Linked DNA regions of Triticum aestivum: region 1 is linked to region 2. A link is a contact called in public Hi-C data. All regions are on one chromosome and are shown on one strand. Each heading gives the region's core, a stretch centred on a gene start, on an enhancer-like site or on the middle of the called end of the contact. The rest is flanking DNA. Distances are from core to core; before and after follow the strand shown. Region 1 holds the start of LOC123079130 (ultraviolet-B receptor UVR8). Region 2 holds the start of LOC123079128 (protein SPA1-RELATED 3).

The links. A called contact is a pair of places that touch in the nucleus more often than the background predicts.
Region 1: a contact with region 2 is called in a Hi-C map of leaf, with 4 times the contacts expected there. The contact joins the promoter of LOC123079130 here to the promoter of LOC123079128 in region 2. A contact is called at or near these places in 3 of 5 Hi-C or Micro-C datasets (all in leaf).

The regions. Positions count from the first base shown.
Region 1 is chr3D:395,275,256-395,277,980 of IWGSC CS RefSeq v2.1, reverse strand. LOC123079130 (ultraviolet-B receptor UVR8) reads left to right here and starts at 1,427. Exons shown (of 5, transcript XM_044501805.1): 1 at 1,427-2,158; 2 at 2,265-2,444. The coding sequence starts at 1,637. LOC123079131 (CASP-like protein 3A1) reads left to right here. Exons shown (of 6, transcript XM_044501807.1): 6 at 1,156-1,571. The coding sequence ends at 1,371.
Region 2 is chr3D:394,875,830-394,878,529 of IWGSC CS RefSeq v2.1, reverse strand. LOC123079128 (protein SPA1-RELATED 3) reads left to right here and starts at 1,260. Exons shown (of 7, transcript XR_006437864.1): 1 at 1,260-2,027; 2 at 2,111-2,268.

The DNA of each region.
Region 1 (2,725 bases), core at 178-2,677, 400 kb before region 2:
CTAGCAAAAGAAGGAATGAAGCAGTAAAAAAGTTTCCTTGCTTGATTTAGATGGAATGTTTGTCACTAGCCATAAAAGACTACAGAAAATGAATCCTTTTTATAGCTTGCAGAGAAATTATTCTGTTTTTTGTGCATGTGAGTGTGCAATGTTGCAAAGTATTCCCATTCTGTCCTTTATCACTGTACACTGATATCACTTTATAAACATATCACTTTTTTGTGCATGTGAGTGTGCATTTTGTCACCTAGTCTTATGCATTCGAGAAATACACTGATATCACTTTATAAACATATTTTAGATAAGTATATTCTGCACTTTTATTAGAAATACGCATGAGCAAAATTGAGTATCATGTACATGCGCGGCGGTATAGGGATTCAGTTGTGCTAAATATAAAATAAAAGTCCATAAGGGGTGTTTGCTTTTTCGTCAAAATATTGTGAGTTAAACTCCAGAGTGGCAGCCAACTAGGTGAAGAGCAAAGGCAAATCATATTTGAGCAAACTAATGTTTGTACAGAATTTTTTTTTCTGAATTTTCTGTTACATAGTTGGTATGGCGTTTCTTGACTGGCCCTCGCAGGAGTTGATACATGGTAAATGCACATCTTGTTTTTTTTGGCATTGATATTTTTTTATCCGGCATTGTTTTCTCATGCTATCTATAAGATGAAGAATGATTTATAATAGTCATAGATTAAATCTTAGCAAGCAAACTACCAACTAATTCATTACCGAATCCTTAGTAGCACCATGCATATGATTATTTTCGCACTCCTCCCAATCAAAATTAATGCTGCTTAAAAGACGCATTTATCTGTTTCTTTTGAGCACTGATGCATTCACTATGCCATTTGACAAGTCACATTGAAGTGATTGAGGAAATCTGAAAGTTTACCACATAAAAATAGTCACCGAATCACTCCAGTGCCCCTACCAATGCAAGCTTTCTTTACGATGTTTGCCCTTAAGCTTTTGTTTGCTTCCAAACTTTGTTTCCCAGGCAGCGTGAGACTAAATCTGGGCAGTTGCGCCTTCAGTAGATCATGACCCTCTGTTAGCTTTGACAAATAACATCTGAACTTTTCGAACTCTGCTAGTGTCTGACATTTCAACGGAATTGAAGAATGATACGGCTGGTGCATCATGGCAGGTCTTTGCGTACGCGATGCTGAGCGCGGGGTCAGCGGCGGCGGCCGTCGCAAATTTGAACCGCACCGGCATCCGGCACACGGCGCTTCCCAACTTCTGCAAGCCCTTGCCACGTTTCTGCGACCTATCAGCAGCCTCCATCGCGTGCGCCTTTCTCAGCTGCGCCTTCCTTGCGGCATCCGCCGTAATCGATGTGATCTGGCTGTCAAATCTGTGAGAATATGAGATAGTACTAGATGGTGGCAAACTAGTACACTCCTTCGCAGGGAGTTCAAAACTTTCCAGGGTGCTGCGCCTTTAGGACGATGCGCCGAACCTGAACCTGTAAAGTGTCCTGAAGTCATGTGAGTTCGCTGCTTGTGCAAAGTGGAGCCCCCTCGGTGCAATGGATGGCATCACCTGGGATGTTGATTTGCAGTGTTGCGAGTTTGCGTTTTTGGAGTAGTGTCATGAGTTTTTTCTCCAGGATGCTCTGATCATATATGCAGAGTTTGCATTGGTTGCCGCTTCAGTTCAGTAAAAACATTGACAATTCCACGCGCCCCCAAAAAAGAAAGTTTACACTGACACTTGTCTACATTGACAGTAGTGAGTACACGTGGACACTTGTCTACATCGCACTCCCAATCAGCAAATACCCCTACCTGTTCCTAAATTCCAACCACTTAATGACGCTTATCATCATGGTAGCAGCAGCCATATCTGTATGTGCAGTGACGCAGTATCAGAGGATAAGCTCCGGAGAAAAAGCGAAGACGACACGCTCGCACGCACGCAACTCACTCTGCCGTTTCGATTCATTCACTCGAGTGAGTCGACTCCTTTATCGTCTTCCCCTCCTCTCCACGAGCTTCCTTTTCAACCGCCACATTGCTCTCGCGGGTGATTCTTCTTCCACTTGTACTCTACCTCCCGCTCCTCACCCGCCGTCTCCACTCCACCGCAAATGCCGCCCAAGGTGTCCGCCGTCGCCGCCGGCGAGGCCCACACGCTCGCACTCACCAGTAAGTAAATTGCCCCCCGCCTGGCCACTTTAGTCAGTCACGCGGATGCTTCCGGGCATGGCCGGAATTAGGGATCTGAGAGGTGGTTTTTGTTCGTGGCTTGCAGGTAACGGGGAGCTGTACTCATGGGGGCGGGGCACGTTCGGCCGCCTTGGCACCGGTCGCGAGGCGGACGTGCACGTGCCCACCGCTGTCGTGCCCGCCGTCGCTGCTCCTGCTGCGGGGAGGCAGCGGCCCAGGTTCACCGCTGTCGCCGCCGGCGCGTACCACAGCCTCGCGCTCGACGGTTCGTGCTCTATGCCTCCATCTCGTCCGCTTTTTCTGCTACTGTACTTCTCTCCGTGGTAGTAAAAGCGAAACTAGAATGTTGTACAGCAATTCGGGTTGGGAAAATACTGTCTGAAGTACTTGCGGCATTCTGAATTTATGATGTCTGTGCGGCTTGTGGAGAGTGGTAGATGCACTAGCCTGAAAACTGGAATTGATCTTACAGTGGCTCCAAACGTGAGACTGCCTTATTCCATTTTAAGGTTGCCGCTAACCTGGCAGTTTTATTTGCTGGTGATG
Region 2 (2,700 bases), core at 11-2,510:
AGGTGACTAGGGTGACTTTGAAAATTTCAAGATAACATGCCGGCTCAGTCTTTCAGAGGAGCTCATAAGAAATTAAGAATAGGGAGTGCGTGTGTACAAAAAATCGAGTGTATGCGCGTGTACATGGCGCTTGTGTCTGTACCGGAAAAAAAATCGCAGAGTCAGTGCGGCCGTACCCGGCATGGCAAAGGCGAGCGAGGCAGCGACGCGGGACGAGCCCGACGAGCCTGCGAAAGGATGCGTGGCCCCTGCATGAGGCGCCTCGAGTCCCCCGCTGGACGCGCGGCCGCCGTCGCGCCACGTAGGCCCCGTAAAGCGCAGGCGGTCGCTGACTGGCGGAATGTATGACGTGGGCCCACCGACAGCGACCGGTCACCCAATAGAGTAGTTAGCTGCATTTACTTTTGTGCTAATCTCGCGCGGGGCCCGGATGTCATCGGCGGCGGACGACGTGGGCCAGCGGTGGCCGCAGTTTTCTACTACTACCGTTTCGGTTGTGGCTAGGCTACGCCGTGGTGGATGCAGATCAGATCATTCCTGGAACCGAATCAGTTGAGCGGAAGGAAAGGGTACCACGCCCATGGAACGGGAGGGAGGCACGTATATCCCTAATCCCTATCTTTTTGGTGGCGTGAGGCGGCCTCCGTTTCGTCTGTCTCTTTTTTGGTTAGGTTTGGTGTCTAGTGCAGGGGCACTGTACCACTAGGACTACTGTGGTGGCAGTTCGCGGGGAGCGCTGGTCGCTTGGCTGCCTTCAAGCCGAACTGATGGCCTGTTTGGTTTCATGGGTTAGAGTTAGTCTGGATTAATTTGGACTCAACTAACCAAAAATATCCAAACAGGAGGGTTAATTTGGGTTTGATGCATCTAACCCATCCAAAAAATTTAACCCACCTAAAAGATGCTTATTTGGGTTAGTTTTTCTTGGACCACTAAAAAATACATTTTTCTCTCGCTCTTCCCGCAGCAGATCCCTTCTTACTTCCTCGAAGGTTCTCGTCCTCTCCCACCCTCCCTCTCGCACCGTCCGTGAAGACACCTCGCCGTATCCATACTCCATCTAACCCCGCCATCCAAACACCTCTTTAGCTAGAGTTAGTTTATGATTAGTTCAGGGTTAGAATCTCTAACTCTAACCTCTACCTGAGACTCAGAGTATCCAAACAGGTCAATAACAGCGGGCGGGGTGTGCAGTTCGAGGGGCAAGGCAATGGGTTTCTGCGGCTGGGAGTCGGCTACCGGAGCGAGGGCGAAATAAAGCAGCAAAGGAGGAGAGGAGGACCCTCGCTCCATTTAAAGCGTGTTTGTGTGGCTCGCTGCTCGCCTCTCGCCCCCGCCCTCAAGCACAGTCACACGCTCGTCTCTGGTCGGCTCGCTGCCGCGGCTTGCCTCAGATCCTTATCTCCTCGCCGCTCTGGGGCCATTTGTTGCGCGGATGGGGTCCGGGGAGCAGCGGGTGCACCCGGAGGCGGCAGCGAACCGGACGTGATCCGGGCCATGGGGTAGAGCGCTGCGGGCAGTCGGGCATGGAGGTGTCCCGTGGCGGTGCTGCCGCGGCCGGCGGAGCGGCGCGGAGGGGGGAGGAGGAGGGAGGAGAGGTGAGCCTGCGGGAGTGGCTGGACCGGCCGGGCCGGGTCGTGGAGGCGCCCGAGTGCCTGCACGTGTTTCGCCAGGTGGCGGAGGCGGTGGCCGACGCGCACGCGCAGGGCGTGGCCGTCGGCAGCGCGCGCCCGTCCTGCTTCGTCGTGTCCCCGCCCTTCTCCCGCGTCGCCTTCATCGAGTCGGCCTCGGGCTCCGACGCCTCCGGCTCCGACGCCTCCGAGGACGCCGACCACGACGCCGAGCCTCCGCGCCGGGGTCACGGCGCGGGCCGAGGGGGGGAGGAGCGCGGCGAGAAGGGGTTCCCGCTCAAGAGCGTGCTGGCGATGGAGCTCAATTGGTACACTAGCCCCGAGGAGGCTGACGACAGCGGCGGCGGCGCTACCTTCGCCTCCGACGTGTATAGATTAGGGGTGCTCTTGTTCGAGGTGCGCTGCTTGACATGAATATTCTCTTAGTAGTGCTTTCCGGTGCGATTTCCGTTGCCAATGCTTTTCGCCTGTCGTCGCAGTTGTTTTGCAGCTTCGAAACGTTGGAGGAGAAGATGCGGGCAATGGCCAATCTGAGGTACCGCGTGTTGCCGCCGCAGTTGCTGCTCAAGTGGCCCAAGGAAGCATCCTTCTGCCAGTTGATGATGCACCCTGTACCGGACACCCGACCCAAGATGAGGTTCGTGTGTGTCATTTACATATATATGTGTGTAAAGTACCGCCGAAAACAGGGTTGATTGTTTCACATTGGGCACCACCAAGTAGTTTACTAGTAATAGTTACTCGTTGTCCTACATGTTGAGACATCACTTTTTTTCCTACTACATGATAAAATAGATGGGTTTATTCATATGTGAACTACCGAGTCTTGATGCTAATGACTAAAGCAAGAAAAACACCTGTCATATAATTGTCCCACTAAAGCAGAACACAGTAAGATTCATGATCCACTACCCTGGAGTTAGTCTCAGTACAACAAACCTTATTGAAGTTCCATCTTTAGAATGAGTGCACTTGCATGGACATGCCTTTTATGACGTTCTTTTGAAATTCAGTTCCTTCATGGCTATACTTATGTTTGCAGTTTAAAAACACTAGTCTGGCAGGTGAC